Regions from separate parts of the Zea mays genome. Here region 1 is linked to region 2. The links are chromatin contacts, called in public Hi-C maps. All regions are on one chromosome and are shown on one strand. Each heading gives the region's core, a stretch centred on a gene start, on an enhancer-like site or on the middle of the called end of the contact. The rest is flanking DNA. Distances are from core to core; before and after follow the strand shown. Region 1 has its middle 87 kb from the start of LOC100276165. Region 2 holds the start of LOC100276165.

Region 1 (5,381 bases), core at 500-2,999, 88 kb before region 2:
GCAACACAATTGTTAAAGATTAAGGACCTTCGTCCTCCGAAGTATTATCTCCTCTCAGATATAATAATCTTCAGACGAAGGTCATGAAGGACATGCCTTCATGATTCATGAGAATAAGAATATATAAAGACAATGAATGTAATATATTGGATCTTACGCACATGAACATTAACAAAATTTATATTACATTGATACCTTTGGCTCGTTCGAAGGTGTAGATGCGAGAGTGATTATAATTCAGCGAGAACAGTATGGTGCTACTGTTCATCTATTTATAGGCACGGGACGTAGCCCAAGTAAAAATACATTTATGACCTTGACCTCTGTTAATAACTGTAATACAAATCATTAAGGACTAGCTAGTCTCTTACTCTTCAGCCCATCATCATGTTTGGTCTTCGTCATCATTTTAAGCCGAAACTGTTACTCTTCGGCTATAGTTTTGGCTTTCATTGTCATCATCCTCGGGTTGTATCTTCGTCTTGAAGACCTTCTACAGAGGGGAAGACTTCCATCACGAGCCGAAGCTCCCTGTAATAATCAATATTATGCAATGAGCAAATGGTTATTCATGTTTTTTAGGACCTTCGGAAGAGGAAGGCCCCCAACACATATCATAGAAAATTATTTCTCGGAAATAAACTATTTATGTGTGAACTACATAGCTAGAAGCATTTAAAAAATAGGATAATAAATAAATATGTAATAAAAATATAACGTAATACATTGATGTTGAAATTCTTTTGTATGTGCACATTTGAATGGAAATTTGGATTTGGCAATTCACAAATTAAAATGAAAACAGAAAATAAAAATATAAAAGGAAAAGGGGAAAAGCTAAACAACTTCGGTGTTAACCAATTTGGTATTTTATTGTGCCGGCCCATTATCTTCCTTCCCTTCCTCACTCCCGTTGGCCCACCCTCGCGCCATCACACTGACCGGCGGACCCCTGTTGTCAATTGAACTCACCGCGCGCACGGGCTGTTGGTCGTTGTCATGTGGGCCAGGTTGTCAGCGCACCTCTCACCCCGTATCAACTGGCCTCGACACGGATGCCTCACCTTGCCGGGGATGCTCCAGTTGACGCAACCATCCGCGATTGTTGCGGGTTGGTTGGGTCTCCCGGGTATTTAGGCAAAGCCGGGGCCACCTCCTTGTACACCAGGTAGAAGTCACCATCGCCAGGCTTGTAGAGGTCCAGGCTGGCCGCCACCGTTGTCGTAAGCAGAGGTGATGCCACCGTTGATGACCCGTGGGATCATCGCTGATTTTCCTCGAACAATTCATCCTGGCGCTTCCCTAGGATCCATGTAGCTCGAGGGAAGAAGAGTGAAGCCCCTTGGAGTCACCGGGATTTCTCACCGGAGCACACCGGTCTCCATGAAGCCACCGTGTCATGTGGACGGCATCGCTGTCGCACCATGATGTGATAAGAAGTCCCTAAATATGTTCGCATTGATCACAACAACATGTAGCCTGATTTTTACCTAAAGAAATTGTTTGCGGGGATGAACGGGGCCGAGCTTCGGCCAGAACACCGCCGTGGTGGCATGTACACCGCCGTGTCCAGTTGCCGGAGGTAGAGGATGATGTCAATATAACGGGCCTTATAGCATACGGATTCGTGTGGGCTGGGCTTCAATTGGAGCCATCAATGCCGAATCAGACGGTTATAAGATCGATCTCAGACCATTGATCTTATATCCAATGGCCACCGTGGGATACTAGTCGTGGTATTGGGTGATCTGTCCTAGGTCGTCCAAAGCTGATCGGGCGGTCAGAAGTCACGCGTACCCTTCGCGTGTCTACTTTGCTAAAAAGACCCTATGATTTTCGTAAATAAACCCGCGGTTCATTACTTGACAGGAAAGGTCACAGATAGGTCCTATTCCTTGCAGATTAGTCCATGTTCTCTTATGTATTAGAACACGAGACCCAGACTAGTTTCTAATTGATTTCAAAAAGGACTTTTGATACAAAATTAAGTCAATAAACTTACAAAATTCATAACTTCTACGTTTTAACTCCAATTTACTATGTTTTAGTTGCGTTAGCTTCGTAATAACATTGTCTACACAATAACAACATTTGTTTTATCATAACACATATTCTTATAATTAGATATTGTTTAATCCGTGTTTAGTAGATTAAGCTTGCTCATTAAAGTTAACCTATCTATAGTTATAATCTGACTAAATCATGATATCTAATCAAGTGATAACCTATACTATAGTTGAATTTGGTGTTTCTTCGTAATATTTTTCTCACATGATTTATAACATAGAAGACATTATCATTTAATCACCTAAAACTTGAGAAAACTATATCTTCTGAATCACAACTCCGATTTTAGTAGTTCTCAAACCTACAATCTCGTGTCATCGCGTAGAATATTCCTACGCTATTTGTTCTCATGTTTGGTGTATTGTTATATTTATGTACTCCTTGTCTATTTGTATATATTGCTACGAATAGTGGTAAGGTCACGAGAATATGAATACCAAGTTGGTGAAGTACTTGGGAATCTCGATTCTAAGGCAAGTTGTGCCCTTGATCACTTTTCATCACCCAATAATGTTCCTATTAATCACCATGACATGCTCATGTTAATCTGATGGGACCTAATAGGTTTCCCTAGACTTGTTTATCCCACACCTTGTTTACCACTGAACTTTTGGGTAGTTTTGCTATTGCTCTACCTAGTTTGTGATTAATATTACATTATGATCATGTTCCAGTTATACTAATGTTTTAATTATTGTTCATGACAAGATCATTGTATTAATTGGAACATGGAGCTTAACTTGAGATATCTGTGCTACCACAAGGGTGGAATGGGATGCCCTTGGCTGACTAATTAGGAAAGCTAGTGGAGGACTACCTTACCGAAAGGGGCAAGGGCGGTAGAGGAGCTGCACATAGGAGGTTCTCGGGTCGATCATGATGCGATGGCTTTTTGGACGAGTGATTCCTATATTTCCCTGCTCAGAAACCGTAGCGGGTTTTCTAAAGCTAGTGGAACTTTGTAAAAGGCCTCGTAGTGGATCCCTAGCCATTCACCTCAGAAGTGTCTAAGGGTCTACCTAACCTTGGCTAGACAGGATACATGACTTGTGAGTAAAGGGCACAACCGCTGCAGAGTGTAAAACCGGTATATCAGTCGTGCTCGCGGACTTGAGCAGCTCAGGACTCTCGCATGATTAATTTATGGAACTAAACTTAATCTGTCATATGCATTGCATCGCGGGTGTTATTATTAATTGTGATCTCTTACTTAATTGGGTTGGTATCTACTTATACTTAGTAACTGCTAATAAAATTTTGACCAACCTTAAAAGCAATGCTCAGCTTTAACCATCTCCTTTGGTAAGCCTTACACTTCACATGAGCTCCCACCTTTGGCGAGTTCATGCACATTATTCCCCACAACGTTTTGAGCGATGAACGTATGTGAGCTCACCCTTGTTGTACTCACTGTTAGGAAAATGGACCCCGAGCCATTTGGCTTAATAGATTTTGGTGTTCGATGATCAACATAACCTGTGGACTAATGTGTTTGCTAGTGTTTGTGTTTGTAGTTCATAGCATGCTAAAGTTACTTGGACCAAGGCATTGAGGAAAGCAATACCTCAAAAGAAGACATTATGAAGATCAAGTAAAGTCCAAGAAACGAAGAAGTGTTGCCTATAGACTATCTATGCGAGGAGCACCGGACTGTCCGGTGCACCAGGAACAGTAGCCCTAACGGTTGGTTCCAGGTGGCACCGTGGAGGGAACACCACCGGACTATCCGGTGTGATGTCTGGACTGTCCGGTGCATAAAGCCTGCGCACCAACGGTCACTTGCTCTGATAAACCTAACGGCTAGGCGCACCAGACAGGGGCACCAGACTGTCCGGTGCACCACAGAAAGCAGCAGCTTTCCTCCAACGGCTAGTTTTGTGTTGGGGGCTATAAATACACCCCAACCGGCCATTTCCAAGTGTAGGATCCCAAGAGAAATACCAAGGAATATAGTAGACATTCCCAAGTGCTCTTACACCCAAGTGCTTAATAGAATCACTCGGTGATTAGCGTAGGTGCTTTGCGAAGGGCTTAGGTTAGTTAGACCTCTTTAGCGCTTGTTCTAGGTGAATCCTAGTTAGTTGAGTGAGTTTAGATAAACCACCAACCCCTCGGCTCTTGCGCGAGCCATTGTAATTGTACCGAGTGGGACGAGAGTCTTGCGAGACCATGACAACCGTGTTTGTGTCACGACCGCCACTGTGTACCAGAGGGAACAAGGCCCGCGGTGTTTTTAGCCAGAAGCTCGATAGTGGAGACGGTGGGGAGCGTCTGAGAGGAGCCGAAAGCGGAGCACCACTTGAGCATGGAGAAGGCCCCTGACTCTCTACTGAGTTACTCGACCGAGGTGCTTGGCCCTCGCGTGGGCTTCCCTTTGCGTAGGGGCACCAACGAGGATTAGTCGGGACCTTGCGTGGTTCCGGATACCTTGGTAAAAATACCGGCGTCATCCACGAGAATTTGCATCTCTATCTTGCTCTTAAAGTTTACACATTTATATTAAGCATTTAAGTTTCAATCTTGTATTCATACTTATATAGTGTAGGTTGAAACTTAGCCATTGCGGTATAGATAGCAACACTTAGACAAAACCTAGTTTGCACATTCTGGTTTGTTTATTTGCATAGGTTTTGCTCTAGGGAATTATTTGTGGCCTAGTTTAGTGAAAGTTTTAGAAGTCCTAATTCACCCCCTCTCTTAGGCGTCACCCATTTCTTACAAGTGGTATCAGAGCCTGGTTTGGCTCATTTGAAACGTTTTAGCTTCACCGCTAAAAGAGCCGACGCTTTTTAGAGGAAGGGATGGATACCCATAGGCCACCACACTTTGACGGCACTAACTTCCCATATTATAGTGCTAGAATGGCTTGTTACCTAGAGGCCATTGATCTAGGTGTCTGGAGAGTCACTCGTGACGGGATGAAACCTCCCAAGAATCCCAATAAACCCACCACGAGTGAGGAAAAAGAAATTCATTTAAATGCTAGAGCCAAAAATTGCTTGTATGAATCTCTTAGCATGGATATTTTTAATCAAGTATTTATATTGAAAACTGCTAATGAAATTTGGCTAAAATTGCATGAGCTCCATGACGGCACATCGAATGTCCGTGAGCAAAAACATTGCCTAGTCTTAAATGAGTATAATTCTTTTGCTATGAAAGAAAATGAGCTTGTTAGATATATGTATTCTCGTTTAAATCTAATCATCAATGAGCTCAATTCTATTGGCATTAATAAGCTAGGTGATGCAGACATTGTGAGGAAGATTATCTCCCTGCTACCACAACAAAGATACGGGAGCATCATCACTATT
Region 2 (5,606 bases), core at 2,205-4,704:
ACGAAGGAGAGGGAGCAGCGACTGACGCGTGGGCCCGGCGGAGCAGCGCAAGGGAGAGAGTCCGACCGTTGGCCCCCACCAGTCAGCCAGATGCGGAATCAAGTGGACGCGTGGGGTGAGACTGACGTGTCGGGCCCACTGGTCGGCGCAACAACGTTGTAGGGCCGCGCGGAGGCAAGGGGATAAATGGGCCGAGTGGGATTGGGCCCAGACAGCGTTTCCTATTTCTTTCTTCTTTTCTTTTTATTTTCTATTTTATTTTCTCTATTCCCAAACTCAATTTGAATTCAATTTCTTTTTAAATTCAACCGTTGTGCCAAATTTATCCTCTAATTATACTGTGAAATTAAGAAGTACCAACTTTGGAAATATCTAAATTTTCTTTATATTATTTACTCTCTTTTTCTAAATTCTAAAATCTCTCGTATATTCTAAATTCCACTTGAGACTTTAATATTTTCTTTTCATATGATTTATTATGTGGTCACAAGATGCACACAAAAATGAAAACCACCATGATACATATTTTAGTGGCTTTTATGTTATTAATTATTTGTTTTTACCTAGGGTGTTCACATGTGATGATGCATAAAGGTCAAACTCACATATAGATGAAGTAAAATTGTGTCCCCTTTTATATTATCTCTTACCAATTACAAATTGGGTATTACATGTGTCTTGCTAGCTTTACAAGTCGCTAGAGAGTTTAGAAGGAGATGAAGAAAGCACGATTAAAAGCCAAGCAACAAGAGCAACAAATAAAACATGAATCACACTCTCTCAAGTCAGTAATCACTAAAGATCACTTGTCTCAATTGTGGCACTTGAGGAGGTTTGGAAGCTTTGAATGTGTCTTGGAATGGAGTACTTGCTCTTGTATTGAATGTGTGTGAGTAGAATGCTTGGATGTCTTAAATGGAGGTGGTTGGAGTTGTATTTATAGCCAACAACCACTTAATAGTCGTTGCCCTTGTTCTACCAACCGCGGATGGTGCGCGCCCCTGGTCCAGACGGTCCGCCCCTGCACATCAATGGCTTAAATCCCAACGGTCAGCAGTAACAGCTATATCAACGGCTATAGTGCATTAAATGTGTCGTCAGATGACAAATAAAGAAGTCGTGGACAGGCTGGCCGTGCATCCTGAACGGTCCGCGAGGACACTAAAAATGCATTTTACCGAACCCGTCACCTTCGGGTTTTTTATGGTTTTACAATGGACGGACGGTCCGCGCCTGAGGCCAGACGATCCGAGCTTGGTCCCGGACGGTGCTCTCTTTTCCTTTGGACAGTCCGCAGTGTAAACATGTGATTTGCATAGTTCCTGTCCGAGGCTCACCCTGGTGTTACGGATTGTCCGTCGGAAGGGCCCGGACGGTCCGCACAAAGGTGTATTTCCAAAAAGCTTCTCCTGTCGGGAATAATCTATGGTATTTCGGTCAGTCGACTTAGAATTGATGTAGATAACTTATGCACCTGAAAAATGATCAACTAGGCAATCTAGTTAGTCCATAAGATTTGTGTTGGTTGTCAAGCACCAAAATCAATTATAGAAAATGGTTAAGACCATTTCCCTTTCAGATGGGTCCACAGCACAAAGCGGGGAAGCGCGCGCGGGTGTGGGAGTTGGCCCCCATAGGTGGGATCGAGCTGGTAGAGAGAGGAGGGGCGCGGGCGCGCGTGGGGCAAGCTGAGCCTAATGGGCCGAAAGGCTGAGGGGAGAGGAGGTTGCGGGCTGCTTTTGCTTTTTTTTATTCTGAATTTCTAATATCTTTTCTTTTTATTTTCTCTTGGAATTCAAATCCAACCAAGCCACAAACTCAAATTTAAACATTTCAAGCATATGCATCAAACAAAGATCAAAGTTTAAACTCAACATGATGCAACAATTCATGTCTCCCTAGGGTTTAGTCTACCGAAGTATTAATACATATCCAAATAAATTAACCAACCCTCTAATAAAAGGAAGAGAAAAAGGAAACTATAGAGAGGAGGAGAGTTGTAAGACCTGAATTTGGTAGGTACTAGAGAAGAAATTTTATACCACAAATTTAGGGTGTTACAATACATTGTATTGTCTCAAAATAGTAACTTAACGCGACAGGACGTAATAATGCGCCTGAGCGGTTGGTTTACTCCTCTTCGGTGCCGTGTTACGCCAAGGGGTGGTAGTGGCGTGTAGTTTCCTGAAAATCTACATGACACTTGAAGGCTTCTAAAGATATAAAATGTACCATCTAGGAGAAACGATTGATAACCACAAAAAACATTATCACTCCCCCTCTTTGTTCTAGGCAAGCCCAAAACAAAATCCATAAAAATATCCTCCGGAGGTGCACTAGGAACATGAAGTGGTATATAAAGACCATGTGGGTTAAGTCAGGATTTAGCTTTGTTGCACGTGGTACAACAAGAGACGTAGCGCTCAACATCACGATGCATCCTAGGCCAAAAGAAGTGAGTGAACAACACATCTAGATACAGAGGAGCGCTTGACAGAGAGCATCTTGAGAAGAGCACTTGGTTGGGAGAGAAGGACCGAGGAAAAGCGAAGGATGATATGGTCACATAGCGACAGACAATAGGTCATTAAGCGAAAACGACAAAAGTTTAGTTAAGAGAGATTTTCAGTCCCACCCAACTAAAGTTTAGTCCCTATCATATCGGATTTTTTAAATGATAATTAAATGTATTAAATATACTCTAATTATAAAACTAATTACATATATAGAGATTAAAAGATGAGACGAATCTATTAAATTTAATTAAGTCTATATTTAATACTCATAATTAATATTTAAATATTTGACGTGATACGATCTAAACTTTAATCAGATGACCGAACACTCTCGTAGACTATGTTTAGCACAATTGTTGCTTGTTGGAAAGCAACTCATCTGAAAAGGTTTTGTTTGTTGACTGTTTTTAGTTCATTCTGTAAAGCACCTGAACTGATAAGTTGTTGCAAAGCGTTCTATTTAGCACACCTTCTGTTTAAATATATGAAGACGCTGAAAATAAGATGTGCCAAATAGGTCATATATGCTGCAGCTTATCTATTATTATACTCATATTTAAACTATGGGGGTGTTTGGTTAGAGGGACTAAAGATTAGTCTCTAGTTTTTAGTCTCATTTATTCCTTTTTTGCCAAACACTAGAACTAAAATATGGACTAAAATGATTTAGTTTTTAGTCCTTTACATATGTGCTAAAAGGGAATAAACCATATTAATTTCACATTTAATCCTCATTTAGTTCAATTGTACTAATAGCAGGAGAATGTTAAAGGTCATTTTAATCTTCTTATGAGTTATTTAGTATATTCTTACTATTTTTAGCCTCTAAAACTAAACATGGTAGCGACTAAACTTTAGTTCCTAGATTAAAGAAACCAAACATGCCCTATATTATGTGAATGCAAAATAATGTTTTGGTGACCGGTGAACTGCTGGCAACAATCTTATAACTGAGTTTTGACGTCGTCGACGTCATCAGCATCACCTAGCGTCGAAGCGGCGTCGCATCAGTGTAGAGGAGGATGGGGAGGAGAAGAGATCGAAGCGGCCGTGGACGCAGCGCGAGGAGGCAGCAAAGCAGGTTGGGCTGAGGGGTAGCGCGGGCGACCACTGACAGATTGGAGCAGCAGCAACCGGCAGGCGCGGAAGGTGCAGCGGAGATAAGTAGTGTGATTCAGGTTTGGACCGGACCATACCAGGCTGAGGCCCATTAATGATGCAATTTGCTGGGCTTCTTTATTTTCTCCGTGCTTCCATCCTCTTCTCCGTCGGCGGGGAGAAGTGAAATGCCGTGGAGATGGGCGGCGGCGGCGGCGACGAGAAAGCTCACCGGGATCTCTCAGTCGCGAGTTTCAGTAGCCTTTACCGGCCGTCTTCTCTACCGGTAGAATTGTATCTTCAAATCTTCCCTTCAAAATTCCATGCCCTAACTGACACGAGATCTCTCGTCTTATTGTCTGCGTCATGCCAACTTTGGCTTCAGCTCGTTCGGAAGCGACTCCAGTGAAAGCCGCAAGAGGTCACTGCCACGGGGGGTCGTATCGATCGGGGCCATCAGCCTTGCTGGAGGTCTCGTGCTCAGCGCCGTCAACGACCTCGCCATCTTCAATGGATGCACAACGTCAGCTTCTTCTTTATTTTGGCTTCCTCCCCCCAATTCAAAATCAATCCTGCAATATCTGCACTTGTGTTTCTAACATGAACATGTTTGGATTCCATGAACCAACTGTTAGCTAGCTAGTTAATTTTAGCTCAAATTAGCTCTAATGCATTGGGCGAATGGCTATTTTTTTAGCTGTCTTTAACTAGTTGTTAGCCAACCAAAGCAAATTTGAGCTAATTTTTAGCCAGCTAGTAACTATTTATGTCCATGTGTATCAAACAGGCCATATATTACGCTCCTCAGTTACTAGAGAGAATTGATTTGCATGCAAACAACTGCTAGAAGGCCTTTACTCGTATTTTAATCTCCTGTTACTAGAGAGAATTGAATTGCATGTAAGCAAGTACTAGAACTCGATAGTTTGATTACTCAGGAGCAAAGAGATGTGATTTCTTTCCGCATCTTATTTAGCTGCACTCCAGTCCACTCCAAGCCACGCGTGGTTTTGGAGTTTGGACATGGGAGGGGTTCAACCCACGTGGATTGAACTGAACTGGAATAGGCATTGCAAAGTTTGTGCTGTGTTCCCAAACCCAAACTGTTGCCTTTTTTCTTGGAGTATCAAGGGAGGTCCAAACATATTGCCATTTTTAGAGTATCATAGGGATATCCAAACATTTTGCCTCTGTTCATGCATCAGTGCCATGTGAACTTTAGGAATCCATTTTGGGAACAATCAAATGCCCACCATTGGATATCAATGGTAATGTCTAATGTGTTTAATTACAATTTATCGCACAGCACTCGCTTTGAATTTTGAATTCATCTGAGAGAACCATAATGGCACTCTGCAATCTGGTTGCATGGTAATTTATTGGTTTAGTGAATGGTGCATTTTTCTATAAGGAAAGCAAGAACAGTGGGGTTAAGTCCGCACAGTGTCATGTGTTTGGTCTCCATTGCTTTAGTCATACAGAGTAATTAACGTATTTCTAGCACTCATTTAAATTTTAATAAATTCTAGCCATCTTAATTTACTTTCCTTTTTATCTTGATTTATATTTATCTTTTTTCTTTGGTCCTCAGCCATGAAGTTTATGCTATCTTAATAATGTTCTTCTAGATGCGTATGCACACCATTTCCCATATATACTATTGTTGTCTCATGCAGTGGTGGAAATTTAGTTGCATGTAACATTGCATTTTTCTTTGTTTCTTTTAAAGGAAAAAAATTACAAGTTTGAATGCTTTCAGGAAGGCAATTGAGCATGCTGCTGACAACCCTGCTGTTGTGGAAGCAATTGGAGTGCCTATAGTCAGAGGACCGTGGTATGATGCTTCTCTTGAGGTGGGCCATCGACGGCGGTCTGTGTCATGCACATTCCCTGTATCTGGGCCACATGGGTCAGGATTTCTCCAGATTAAGGCAACCCGAGATGGAGGTTTGTTTTCAGTTTTCTCCTTTGCTGTGCCCTGAATAGTCACAT

Evidence for each region. A called contact is a pair of places that touch in the nucleus more often than the background predicts.
Region 1: a Hi-C map of leaf shows a contact between it and region 2, with 4 times the contacts expected there. The contact joins the enhancer-like site here to the promoter of LOC100276165 in region 2. A contact is called at or near these places in 3 of 25 Hi-C or Micro-C datasets (leaf and tassel).

The regions. Positions count from the first base shown.
Region 1 is chr7:53,700,674-53,706,054 of Zm-B73-REFERENCE-NAM-5.0, reverse strand. No RefSeq gene overlaps it. Among protein-coding and RNA genes, the nearest start is that of LOC100276165, 87 kb to the right of the region's middle. Within about 2 kb of position 1,749, at least 16 of the 20 cell types and tissues checked have an H3K27ac peak or open chromatin away from gene starts, as enhancers often do. A contact at or near this core is called in leaf and tassel, where this site is marked.
Region 2 is chr7:53,614,620-53,620,225 of Zm-B73-REFERENCE-NAM-5.0, reverse strand. It overlaps LOC100276165, which reads left to right and starts at 3,454. Exons shown (of 4, transcript NM_001374097.1): 1 at 3,454-3,900; 2 at 4,000-4,137; 3 at 5,374-5,561. The coding sequence starts at 3,803.